Regions from separate parts of the Anas platyrhynchos genome. Here region 1 is linked to region 2. The links are chromatin contacts, called in public Hi-C maps. All regions are on one chromosome and are shown on one strand. The core of a region is the stretch at or near the end of the contact, and the rest is flanking DNA. Distances in the headings are between cores, read along the strand shown.

The links. A called contact is a pair of places that touch in the nucleus more often than the background predicts.
Region 1: a contact with region 2 is called in a Hi-C map of skeletal muscle, with 1.6 times the contacts expected there. The contact joins two enhancer-like sites. A contact is called at or near these places in 2 of 8 Hi-C or Micro-C datasets (F5 follicle and skeletal muscle).

The regions. Positions count from the first base shown.
Region 1 is chr9:794,998-801,110 of IASCAAS_PekinDuck_T2T, forward strand. The region is part of intron 1 of MBNL1 (muscleblind like splicing regulator 1); the gene reads left to right. Among named protein-coding and RNA genes, the nearest start is that of MBNL1, 11 kb to the left of the region's middle. Within about 2 kb of position 4,829, at least 6 of the 8 cell types and tissues checked have an H3K27ac peak or open chromatin away from gene starts, as enhancers often do. A contact at or near this core is called in F5 follicle, where this site is marked.
Region 2 is chr9:757,855-763,880 of IASCAAS_PekinDuck_T2T, forward strand. No RefSeq gene overlaps it. Among named protein-coding and RNA genes, the nearest start is that of SUCNR1, 19 kb to the left of the region's middle. Within about 2 kb of position 1,332, at least 4 of the 8 cell types and tissues checked have an H3K27ac peak or open chromatin away from gene starts, as enhancers often do. A contact at or near this core is called in F5 follicle, where this site is marked.

The DNA of each region.
Region 1 (6,113 bases), core at 3,579-6,078, 41 kb after region 2:
TGAGGGGCCGGGGGGGCACCGGGAGCTGGGGGGGGGGGGGCTCCGGGACCCCGCGGGGCCGGGGCTGGGGCCGGGGCCGCGCTTCCGGGCGGGGGGGGGGCGGTGGCGGAAGCCGGGAGCTGGGGCCGGGGCCGGGGCGGCGCGGGGAGAGCGGGGCCGGGGCCGCCGCCACCAGCACCGGCACCACCGGCAGCGGCAGCGGGCCGCCGGCATGACAGAGGTGAGCGGGGACGGAACGGGGACGGGAGCGGCGCGGGGCGGCCAGGCCGGGGCCGGGGGGGCCGGGGGGGGGCCGGGGCTGGGCCCGGGGGCAGCGGCCGCCCTTCCCCGCCGGCCTCCTCCCGGCCGCGTTGTTAGGATTCTCGGTATCCTTTTGGGGCGGAAAGTTGGAAAATCGGGGCCTTCACGCGGCGCCCGCTGCCGCCCGGCCCGGCCCGGCCCGCTGCGGGGGGAGCAGGTGCCGGGAGGGCGGCGCTGCGGGGGGGGGCCGGGGGGAGCCCCGAGCGGCCCCCGGGGAGCGGGGAACAGGGAGAGGGGAACAGGGAGAGGGGAACAGGGAGAGGGGAACAGGGAGCGGGGAACAGGGAGAGGGGAACAGGGAGAGGGGAGCAGGGCGCAGGGCGCTGCCGCCGCCTCCACGGCTCCTGCGGGGTCAGGGCCAGGCGCCGTGAAACCGAGCGGGGCTCCCCGGGGGCTGGAGGAGCCGCAGCACGGCCTGGTTGGGCTGGGGTTGAGTAAAAGGTGCTTAAATACAACGCACAACGGTGAGTTCAAGCCTTACAGCCAGTTAGTCTCCAGGCTCAACATACCCAGCTGTGCTGTGTGTATGGATTTATGGAGTTGTGGAGTCCGCCCGGTGTACATGACAGCCGAGAGCACAGCTCTGTGTGATTATTTACATGGGTACCGAGAGAAGGTGCACAGGCAACAGATACAGAGCCTGATACGAGAGAGGGAAAGGCACGGGGCTCGTTTGTTGTCACACTCGCCTTGTTTTGATTGGCAGGAGAGGATCTGAGCCCAGGGATGCTTGGTTGTACTATGAGGCAGATGAATGAATGGGCAAAACTGAGTGATTTGTCATTCACTCGAGTCACAAAGCAGTGCAGAAGCCGTCCTGCAAAAGCTCCCGCCAGCTGCCACCGAGGGTATCGTGCCCGTACACCCACTGCACAGCGCTGGGGGTGCCCTGCGGTGGGACCAGCGGTGCTTTTAATTTAATTTATCCAGCAAATCCTCCTGTAAGTTCATTTTCTTAGAAGTGTCGTGAAGCACAGCTGAGCCACGTGCTGGGTAGGCACAAGCTTTGTGTGTTTTTTTTTTTTTTTTTTTTTCTGGTCTGAAATCTCTCAAACATGAGAAAAGGGGAGCTCAGGTGTGCCTGATGGCTCTGCACAGCCTGCTGGGCACATCGAGCACCCCGCCTCACCCTCGTGGCAGAAAGTGTCTGATGGTTCAGTCCGGCAAATCAGCAGAGGTAATAACAGAGAGCATCTCCCCTAAGGAGCATCAGCAGATCCCTTCGGTTGGTGGAAGCAGGGAATTTCACCTTGAAATTTCCCTGGCGTGTGATTGCCTGGCTGCAGAGCAGGCTGTGTGCCCCCTCCTCCTGCAGGCACGTGTGGCCAAGGGCTGCCCTGCTCCTGAGTGTGCGCTGCTGGGGTGGGGGCCTGCCGGTCAGATGCAGATCACCAAAACCTCCTCCTGGGCACGGTGCTCGAACGGGAAGGCAGCAGGGTGCCAGGCGGTTGTGCCAGGGCACCTCCCCAGGCTGGCCCCGGGGCGAGGAGCAGCGCCAGGTCCCGCTGCCTCTCTGGGGCTGTGTGGGGGTGGCGTGGCCGTGCCTGCAGGTCTGGGATTCCATGGAAAAATCTCCGGGGGATTTGCTGACTTTCCTTAAACTGGAGCTGACGTTGATTCATCCTGCTTTGGGAAGTTTACAGGAGGTACTCAAGATTAAGCAAGTGTGAAAGGAGCTGCTCCAACCTGAGCTGTAGGCTTTCGTTTTCAGTTCTGGAGGCAGGTCGGCTTCCCCTGCCTGGTTCCACCTCTCGGATTCCGGTCCTCGGTCGCTGCATGAAGTCAGAGATGCTGTTTATCATTTACTAGTAATACTTGGTAATAACTACCGAGTTTAACTTCATTCTGCTTCCTGTGGTGAGCCAAGGACTGAATAAGCCGACGTTTTTTGGCCCCTCCGTGACAAATATCCCACGCTGATGCACATTTGAGAGCAGCCCGTACCACCGGTGCTTTCTTTCACCAAGCTGCCCGTGTTACCTCGCTGCATCCTCTCGATTTTTATTTCCTTCGAGGACTTGTTTTATTCAGCTTCCTCGGAGTGAGTGCAGGGGTGGCAGCAGCACAGGGATGCCTGTAATTAGGAGGATGAGCCTCAGCGCCTCCTGACGCCCGGAACAGTGGATGATTGCTGCTTGGGAACTGTGTGGATGAACTGGGGCCCTCGCTTCTCTGCCAGAGCCAACACCAAGGAAGTGGCACACGTTGGGTTATAACAGACACCATCAAGTAACAATTCATCACCTTCAAAGGCATAATGGGTGTTTTCCTTTGCATTATGCACATTCTAAATGCAAATGCCATGGAAAGGTAATTTTGCTGTTAACCAAGATCAGCTCGTTAAGATAGAGCTGCATAAAGTTGTTCCCTTTTGCTGTCAGTTCTATTTTTTTTACAGTATTTGCCCATGCTGAGGATGACTTCTGTAATTATGAGCATTTATCAACAAAATCTTGCCACTGCTGTCAAGAAGAACTTTTACTGTGCTGTATTTTGTATATTTTTATGAGGGTTTTCCAGTGTGAGTGGAAGGACGCCCGTGTTGGCGGGCAGCTGGCGGCAGTGGTGTGGGTCTGGAGCACCCCATGGCACAGCAGCACCACACGAGGGCCCGGATCCCTGCTGTGTGCGGGTCCAGGCTTCATGAATGGGTTTGTAGGGCCAGCAGCTGTGGGGGAGAGGGCTGGCAGGGACGCCTGCCCCAGGTTCGGTGGCTCCTCTCACTGCACAACGTCCCCCTGTCAGCTCCGTGGCTGCTCCCTGCCGGTGGACACAGCAGCCCCCCCTGCTTGTGCTTCTGGGGGCTTTAGAGCAGTTGCCCCAGATTTTTTTATTAACAATTACATATTGTAAACTCAGTTTCCCAAGTAATGCAGCAAAGTAAGCAGCATTTCCTTCCTGTGAGCCCGTAATTATTTACCAGAAGGATAAACATGTGAGTGCTTTTTTGGTGCTGTCCTTGGTGACGTTTGGAGCCTGCCCTGCCGTGAGGGTGTGCGATTGCAGTTCCCATCGTGGCAGCGAAAGTTTGGAGCAGCTTACAGGGACAGAGAAAAGGACTCTTAAAATTGCATCACGGTTGTGTGGAACTTGAATGCATCCCGGGACAACGAAATACACGTTTAGTGCAAAAAGTTGGAAGGTGAGGGGGGTGCGGTTCATGATGGGGCTTAGCTCCTGGCCAGGCATTGAAGTGAGCGGTGTTGCCCCATCCCCTCCCATCCCGTCCCATCCCATCCCACCTGCAGCGGGTGGTGCCCTGTGCTGGCCTCTGTCCTGGCTTCCTCTGGAGAGCGAAGCCAGTGGCAGCTCCTGTTGCAGAGGAGTAACTGCTGGTACACGTTGCCGTGCCCTGCTTGGAGGCAGCAGTAACTCCTCTGCCTCGGGGGCTGGCCTGAAATCCCCCCTCAGCCTCTGGTGGCCACCACCCGAGCTGGTACAGGTCAGGGTGCGTGAGGTTGTCCGTGCCTGTTGGGCTGTTCGATGGCTTCATGGGGCTTGGTGTGTGCTGACCCCGGCGTGAAGTCCAGCTCTGGATCAGGAGGATCGCTTTTCCTCTGGTATCAATTATTTTGAAAATATCTGCGTGCTGTCAGCACTACCCAGTGAGATAGCCCATGTTTCCAATTGAGGTGGGGATGTTAGAAAAGTCCTTTTTTGAGGTATCTGGGAGAGCTCCCTTTTCAATGTACTCTAAAGGGAAAGCCTGCAGCAGATCTCATCCCTTAGCTCTCACTGAGGCCTAAGCATGTGCTTGCTGAAGGCAGCTCAGTTTTCAATGGGCTGATTGCTGCTTGCTATTAATTAGAGGCAGCGGCTTATAAGCTAAAGACGTACTTATGTCACTAGGATGCTGAGGAGTGCACTCAGAGGTAATTTGCGTTTGAATCTACAGATTAGGCAGAAAAACCGAGGAAGCCAGGACAGGGCAAACCAAAGCCACGTGAGCTCTCCGCAGCCGCGTTCTCCTTTTGGTGAGCCTGGCGGACAGGGGCGCGAGGCACGGCACGGCACAGACACCAAACGGAGGCGTTTTGGGGTGTGCATGTGCACGCTGTGCGCGTTGGTAGCTGCATCAGGTGAGCTCCAGCACAGCAAACAGCAAGAAGTGCCGTGCAGCTCAAGGTCTGAGCGGCGTGCTGCTTGCTGTTTGGAGAAGTGAGGTGTCCCGCAGCCCGCCCCGCTGGGCTCGCCGCACGGTGTCGGTTCTTTGTCTGGGTCTGCAGGTGGCAGCTGAAATTTCAGAATACAGCCCGGGTTCTTCTGCTGGAAGCACACCTTGCTGCCTGCCTCCCACAGAGGCTTTTGTTGTAAAAGGAAGGTTTTTTCACTTACATACTTGTCATAAAAGGAATTTTTTTTCCACTCAACCACTTGTCAGTATGGTTACATTCGGAGCTGGTTCTTGCAAAGTGCCTCTCTTGCTTGCAGTTGCATACAAAGAAGAGCAGCGCACACTGAACATCCCCCTTATCGCACTGTACCACATTTTACGTATCTCGTAGTAAGATGTTTTGTTTCTACGGTTTCAGCCTTGGTGTTTTAGAAGATTAATAGACTTAGCAGCCCTGTTTATTAAGCTTAGTGATGATAACAACGTAATAAGTCATGAGACAGTCACGGATCATCTGGCAAAGCACAATAGGCCTTGGGGTTGAACTTAGAGCAGGTATTTTTTGGAAAGGAGACTAAAATGTTGCAGACCCTGTAAATAACACTTCCTGACTTGGGTGGGTGGCTCTTTGTGAGCTCACACTTGCATGGGGAGCACGATGGCACGTGTGTGCACTCTGCAGCCACTGCACGCCGAGACAGAGCAGTGCTGGAGCTGTGCGTGCCCGCTGCTGGGCACCATGGGCGTGAAGCACAGCACGGCACAGCACAGTGAAACACAGCACAGCACCGCTCCCTGCGCAGCCCCCGTGGGCTCGCCGTGCCGGCAGGGCCAGCGGCAGCAGCAGGAGCGGGGCCGGGGCCTCTGCAGCCCCATCCGCACGGCTTCTGGCTGGGGCTGTGCTGCGCCGTGCAGTGCTGTGCTGTGCTGTGCTGTGCTGTGCTGCCGCCAGGGCCGGCCTGGCTCGGGAGGCTGAGTAAGGGCTTGGGAACCCAGTCCGGCTTTGGGCTGCGGGCCCAGTCCTTCCAGAGAAGTTAATGGGAATCGTTCCTTCTAAAAAAGGCAGAGCGGCCGCGGCTCGCCTGCGCAGCCCAGCCCTGCGGGGTGGTGGGCCGGGGGCAGAGCCGGGAGCAGGGCTCCTCACCGGGGTGGGCTTCCCGCGCTGGGGGCAGCTGCTGTCGGAGAGGGCAGAGCTCGCTGCACTAATAGGGTCGAGGCACATCCGAGGTCTCTAATCCCTCCTTACCCGTGCGGACCGAGGAGTCTGCCAGGCTGTGGCAGCTCGGTGGAGCAGGCACATCTGTCAGGTTTTCCAAGCAGGTTGCCAAGCTGAAGGCAACCGTAATTAGGCCTGGATTCACTGGAGAAAAAGAAAACAAACCAGAAACAAATAAACCCTACCAAACAAGCAGCAGATGCACCACGTGTCTGTGTGAGTGCACGTGCCCGAGCGCTGGGGTGCAGGCGTGTGCCTGGGTTTGCCCGCACAGAGGCGGCCCGATGGCCCCAGAGCTGCCCTTCCTCTGTGTGCCCTTCCTCTCCCTCCTGCTGCGGCGGTGCCGTGCCCTCTGCTCTCCGTGCCAGGGAGCTCCTGCCAGCCCCGTGGGCTGAGAAACACGGCCTGGCTTACTCAGGAGAAACAAACTGGTAGTTTGTTTTTTGTTTTTTTTTCTGTGACTCTCAGAAACTGGGGAAAAAA
Region 2 (6,026 bases), core at 82-2,581:
TTCTCACAGCATAAGGTGTTAAACTCTAACTGGTCCATAACCCAGAATTTACGGAGTGCCAGGATTGACATAGTATGGTGGCTATGATACCTTTGAGGTGACACTATGCAGTATAAAGTTACAATTCAGCTTCAGAATCCCTAATTCAGGAAGCAAGAGAAGAGCTATGAGAGTGTCACGGAGAACTGGGGAACCCTGGGTGGGTGATGGCCAGGAAATGCCGGTGGTGCTCTGGTGCAGGGCCCTGGGGCAGGCGGCGGAGGGTGAGGGGCAGGCTGGGGAGCTGCACCCATGGGTTTGGTGGGGTGGAAGGGGTGAAGAGGGAGGGGGGGTGTTTGGCTCAGCTCCTGGCTCTGCGGACAGGACTGCCTGCATGTCTCCAGCTGCAGCCACAGGCACGGCTTGGGCTTTGTCAGCTTAGCAGAGAGCCGCTCTCCCTAAGGGGTTTCTGTTTGCAAGGTGAGAAGCAGCAGTGGGGTGTCTGAGGAACTGGGGCGATGCTGTGATGGGCACCATGCAGACCGCCTGGGAGCTCAGACCATTGTTCCCGTGGGTTTTGGTTGCTTTGAGGCCCCATCGTGGTGTAACACTGTCGTGTTGTCGATCTAACAGGGGAACACTCAGCTCCATGCTGTAAGGTACGTCTGAGCAGCATCACTGATTTGTTAGGGGGTTCCTCTGGTTTCTACTCAGTCTGATTTTTTTTCCTTAATAGAGTGAATATTAAAATATAATTGGACTGTATCCAGCTTACAAGATTGCTACTTATTCATGCTATGTATGATTAATAGTGATTTGCTAAGATACATTCAGAGGGATTCTATAGGAGTGTGTGTTATAAAACGTGTAGAACGTGTAGCTGCATGCTAAGCATTAGCAAGCTGTTAGAGGGTTTTTAGAGAAGTTTAGAACTTCTTCAAAGAAAATTATATACTGTGTATCTTGCAGTGGAAAATACTGCTTTAATAAGCATCTCAATATCAAATTTAATATAAAATTAGAAATAGGAGTGCTTTGATGTGCTATATTGCTTCCTTCTGCTTTTTCAGCAACAGGTCCCTGAAGTGTACTTCAGATATTTATTCAAATCAATAAGCTTTTACAAGGTCTCCCTTTTCTAGTCATATAAATTGTTGCAGATGCAGCAAATGTGAGATAATGTGCAAAAATACTATACTATAAAGCTGGTTTACAAGCAGAAGTACTCAGAAATGTCCTGTGTAAATGAAAGTATGGAATCAAATGTAACCCAGACTACCAGCCAGGAGCCAGTCTGCAGCAGGCTACGAGGGGAATGCACGCGTGGGAGCTTGGGCTGTGTTACACCTCGATCCTCTGCTTATAAGGCAAATGACTCAAATGTCTGAATCATTAAAATGTGCCATTTCCATGTGCCTTGTGGTAGCTGGTGCAAGCTAGCTTTAGAAAAAAAAAATGGACTCTCTTTTTTCCTTTAAAAAAAAAAAAAAAAGCCAAGAAAATAATTATGTCTTATTTCCTATAATCAGCTAATGGAAACTTTCGAACTTGTGTTACTTTAAATGGGTGAACCTTGGGCTGCCTACATCTAATCTTTTTCTATGGAATAGCTCATACTGCCTTACGAGTTTACCATTCTTATAACCAAATAAAGCTATCGGAATGTGTGATTGTTTTTGTACTGGCAAGTTTACTAGAGGAAATCCTCCTCCTGAACGAGCACAATGGCTCCTGATTTCTGCAGGGCAAGTAGCAGCCAGTAAAAACAAACATTATCCTGTTATAGTACATTGCTACAAAGGCCTGAATTAAAAAGATTATGTATGTAGTTCAGATTACCATAACTTTAAATCTAATAATGTATTTTTTCTCTGCTTAAAAATATTTTACCTTTCTAATTTTTTTTTTTCTTTCTTTATGGTACAGGGACAAATTCTGGTTTGTGTTGTGTATTTCAAAACGTATTAGTGTGTTTGCTGGGAATCATTCATGAATCTGCTACCCTAAGCAAGGTTGTTTTGTCTGAGGTTTCATGTATGTGTTCTGTTGTGGGGAAATAACTTTTTCCTGATATGGGAAAGCAATTTATTTTTAGTGCCTATTGGATACTCAGGTTGTTTTATCTTATCTCATTTTCAATTAATTTCTGTGCGTTTTAGGGAGCTCTTCATGGCATTACCACCCAATGCATTTGATCACCCTATGGCAAGTTTCAGGCTCTCCTCAAGAACTTGGCTGTGCCTCCCCAGTGGTGCTGGGGCCATGCCACCCCACGGCTGCCCCGGTGCCTGTGGGTTCTGGCGTGGGTCCCAGCCATGGGGAAAGCCTGGGGCAGGCGGGCAGAGCTCTTGGCCCAGCACTCCCTGCCTGAGGACATGTCCGGGGTGCCTGATGCCCCTTGGCCACGGGTGGACCCCCAGGTCCTGCGGGGGGAACAAGGGTCAGCTCTTCAAATGCCTGTTCCTGTCACAGTGCCCGCAGTTCATGCTTCTCACGTCGTGTGAGATGGAGATCTCGCAGGGATGCTTTGTTCATACGTCAGCTCACTGCTGCGTATGATTTCCTCGTCATTGCCAGAGATTTGGGTGGCTTTACTGAAATTTGCATGAAGCAAGCAATGGTACCCACAGCTACAGGTGGCTTCGCAACAGGAATGTATACAGAGTAGGAAATAATTCACTGCTAAATTGGGATTGAACGGCATGAAAACAACAACTCTTGATCTTACAAAGGCTCAGACATCAGCTTAACATCACACTGCATACTCACACGGAGGTTTTGGGAGGTGCTTTTCCTTCCCTGCTCAGGTTTGCAGGGTTGTGCAGGCAGCGTGAGGCCAGGGCACAGCTTGCCCAAGGGCAGGTGCAGCACCAGCCCACGGAGCGCGGCACTGGCGAGTCACAGGGGAGCCTCCCTGCAAAGGAATTTTGGTCTTGGCAAATACTGCTTGTTCTTGGCATGGATCAGCTGAAAGGGGAAACAAGAAGAGCACTTCTTTAGGGAGTTCTCCTGGAAAACTTCAGAGTCTTCTGTGCACGGAAAACAGAGGTGCATGGAAAGCCTGAAGGACAGTTCCTTGCAAAAATTCTGGCAGCCAGTGCTGAAACCTGATGCTGCCTTTGAGTGCCAAACACCTTTTTCCTAAGGTGTTTGAAAAATGGGATGCCTCCTCCTGTGGTAGAAGCTGTGTCTGCTTGATGGGTCCTGTGGCACAAGTGTCCCCGCCATGCCTGGTCGCACGCGTGCTGAGCAGGGTGATGTGGTGGGCACCGACCTGAGCGTTGTAATGGGGTACCGAAGGTGAATTTTTTCTTTCCTCAGACTACCTGGGAAGTTTTTTCAGCTCAGCCGCTTGCTGCTGCTGTAAGCATAGAATTTGGGCTGTTTCAAGTGCAAGCTGCAGTCTGCACGACCGATCCCCAGCGATGGGTAACGGGGGCTGCTCCGCTGGTACCCCCAGCACGGCACGGCCCTGGCAGCGGGCACAGCTCCCCTGCCCCAGTGGGGCTGGCACTGCGGGGACCCCGCCTGGCCACTCTCCATTCACGTCCCTGGGTAGCGGATCACTGGAGTCACTCATGCTTTTACAAGGTGTCATTCTGACCACAGTGGCAGCACGGAAGCTGCATTTGTATTCATCTGTCTGCAGCCGTGCTGTAGTTACTGGGAGGCAGCACGAAGCTGCCGGCACCCTGACGTAGCCGCCACGATCTGCAGCCCATGGCTCCGCTGCGCGCCGTGGTTTTGTGTTTGTTTGTGTTTTCCCGGGGGAGCCATCTGGTGTTTGCAGCTTCCCCGAAAAGCCTTCTCTGCCCGAGTGCCCCAGCAGACACTGCCTTTGGTCGCTTTCTCGCCTGCCACCCGCGGCCCTGCAGAGCGAGGCCAGGCAGCCGTGGGGCACGGGGAGCGCGGTGCTGCTGGGGCCGCCGGCTGTGGCAGCCTGTGGCTGCGGGTGCGCCCGGGTTTGCTCTGCGCAGCACGTCACTTGCTTATTCCTGAGCCTGTCTGCGTGTTGATGAGGAAGCCTTTTCTTTCATTTCTCACTTAGGCAGAAGTTTGTGATTTTTTTACAAGTAAATCTGGCAATAAAGAAGCCAAAATAGTCGTGTTAGGCTTCAGTAACTAGTAATCCATGCTTTTTTAGGGAAAAAAAAGTTACTCAGAATTCCAGGCTTCTCTTTTTTGCCTGAGCTGCTCAGCTGTCCCTCAGGGAGCAGTGTGTTCATTACCTTGCAGAGAACCTGGACCTCTTACAGGTGTCAGATGGGGTTAAATATCTTGGAAAATAAGGAAAATGAGGCGTGTGGGTGTAGCTTGGCCAGGGCAGCGGGAGCCCTGCTCTGCGCCGGGACGCAAGGAGCCACGGTCTGGGCACAGCATGTGCTGCACGGGGTCTGTGTGCTGGGAGCAGAGGGGGAGGAAAACGAGGGCTTCCATGGGGGAAATGCCTGCGCAGCATAGTGGTGCGCTAAGGCTAAAAATGAGCGTTTCTGGGCTGGCCGGAGCGATGTGTCTGATCTGTCCTGTCCGCTGCAGCGCTGTGGAGGAGGAGGCCCTCCTTTCTCGGGGCAGGCCCTCTAACGTGGGGGAATGAGCGTGCTGTCATGTTGTGTTCCCCAACCCGCTGCCTGCTGGACAGTACGGCTGTGTAACAGCTCGTAGGGGTGCACGAGAAGCCTTGCTTGATGAAATTTTTTGGTCTTCAGCGAGCTGCATGGCATACAACGAGCAGTGTACGTAATGGGAACACGGCTCTCTGGAGGCCCCATGGTAGCAGGTGCCCAAATGAACCTGCAGGTCCCATCCCAGCTGTACGCCAGCCTGGGCTGCAGAGATGGGGCGGCCCGGCTCCGGGGGCAGGACCGTCAGCACCCTGCTTCTCACCTCACGTTTTGCTTCACCTACCTGAGAATCATGAGTCATTTTAGATGGATTTAGTTCTGTAAAAGCACTTCTAAGTCAAAGCTTTACTTTATGCACCTTAGGACAAGGGTTATGCTTCAGCTCTCTCACCCAGGACCAGACACGCATCTTTCATCGTTGGTCCTGGTGTTGTTTGTGGAGCCGTTCTGTGAGGCCCTCTCCTTTGTTTTAACTTCTGTTATTTCCCAGTGTGATTTCAGTGGTGTACTCAAAGAAGCCAGAAATTAATTTTCCAGTTACCATCAGAGGTTAATACATCCTTTGTTTTCTTCCTAACTGAGCTACAATACCTTTGGGCATAGTACTTGATACAACTTGGCAAGGGAAGAAATAATATCAGAATTGACCTTGGTACCAAAATAAATAGAGGGGAATTAATGTTTAGTTATAATTATCCTGTTCTCATTAACAGTTCCTCTGATTACTGTAAAATATATGAGGTTCCAAGGAGTTTTGTGTGACTCTTGTTATATTTATGAAAATGGCTTTTCAAGACCTACAGCCTGTGCAAGCAAGAGAGACAAGCTTGCATGCTTCTTCAGATGGTTTTCAGACTGCCGTGTACACCTTGGTATTGCTATACACAAGACAAGGATCAAAATAAACAGTCTTAAATGCTTCCGATTAGCCACTTTATTCTTAGTTAGAATTACATCAAAGAGAAATCAGATCTTTTTTTTTTTTTTTTTTTTTTTTTTTTTTCTCCTGAGAGCTGCTGTATATCATTATAATGATTCAATGTGTTATATAATACACTTAAAACTGAAAGTGATCGTTTTCTGAAGCAGAATTTCTTAGCATGAAGTACTTTGATTTGATTTCTTGCACTGGACTTACATCTTACATCTTATTTTAAAGGAGGTTTCTGGTTTATACAAGCAATCTGTATATCTGTTTTAATTGACTTGCTGTCTGGATGTGTACTTTATCTTTCTGTCATTTGATTTTTCATATCTTTTATCTACTTCTAAAACGTAAGGCACAAATTTAAAAAATGCCTACGTGCTTTGGTGTATTCTGCATGTGATTTTTATCTATAGAGAAGCAGAGTTCGCCATGAACAAGACAAAACAGCCTAGAACAGCAAAAGGAAACTGGCTGAAAATGCAGAATTCAGAAGCTTG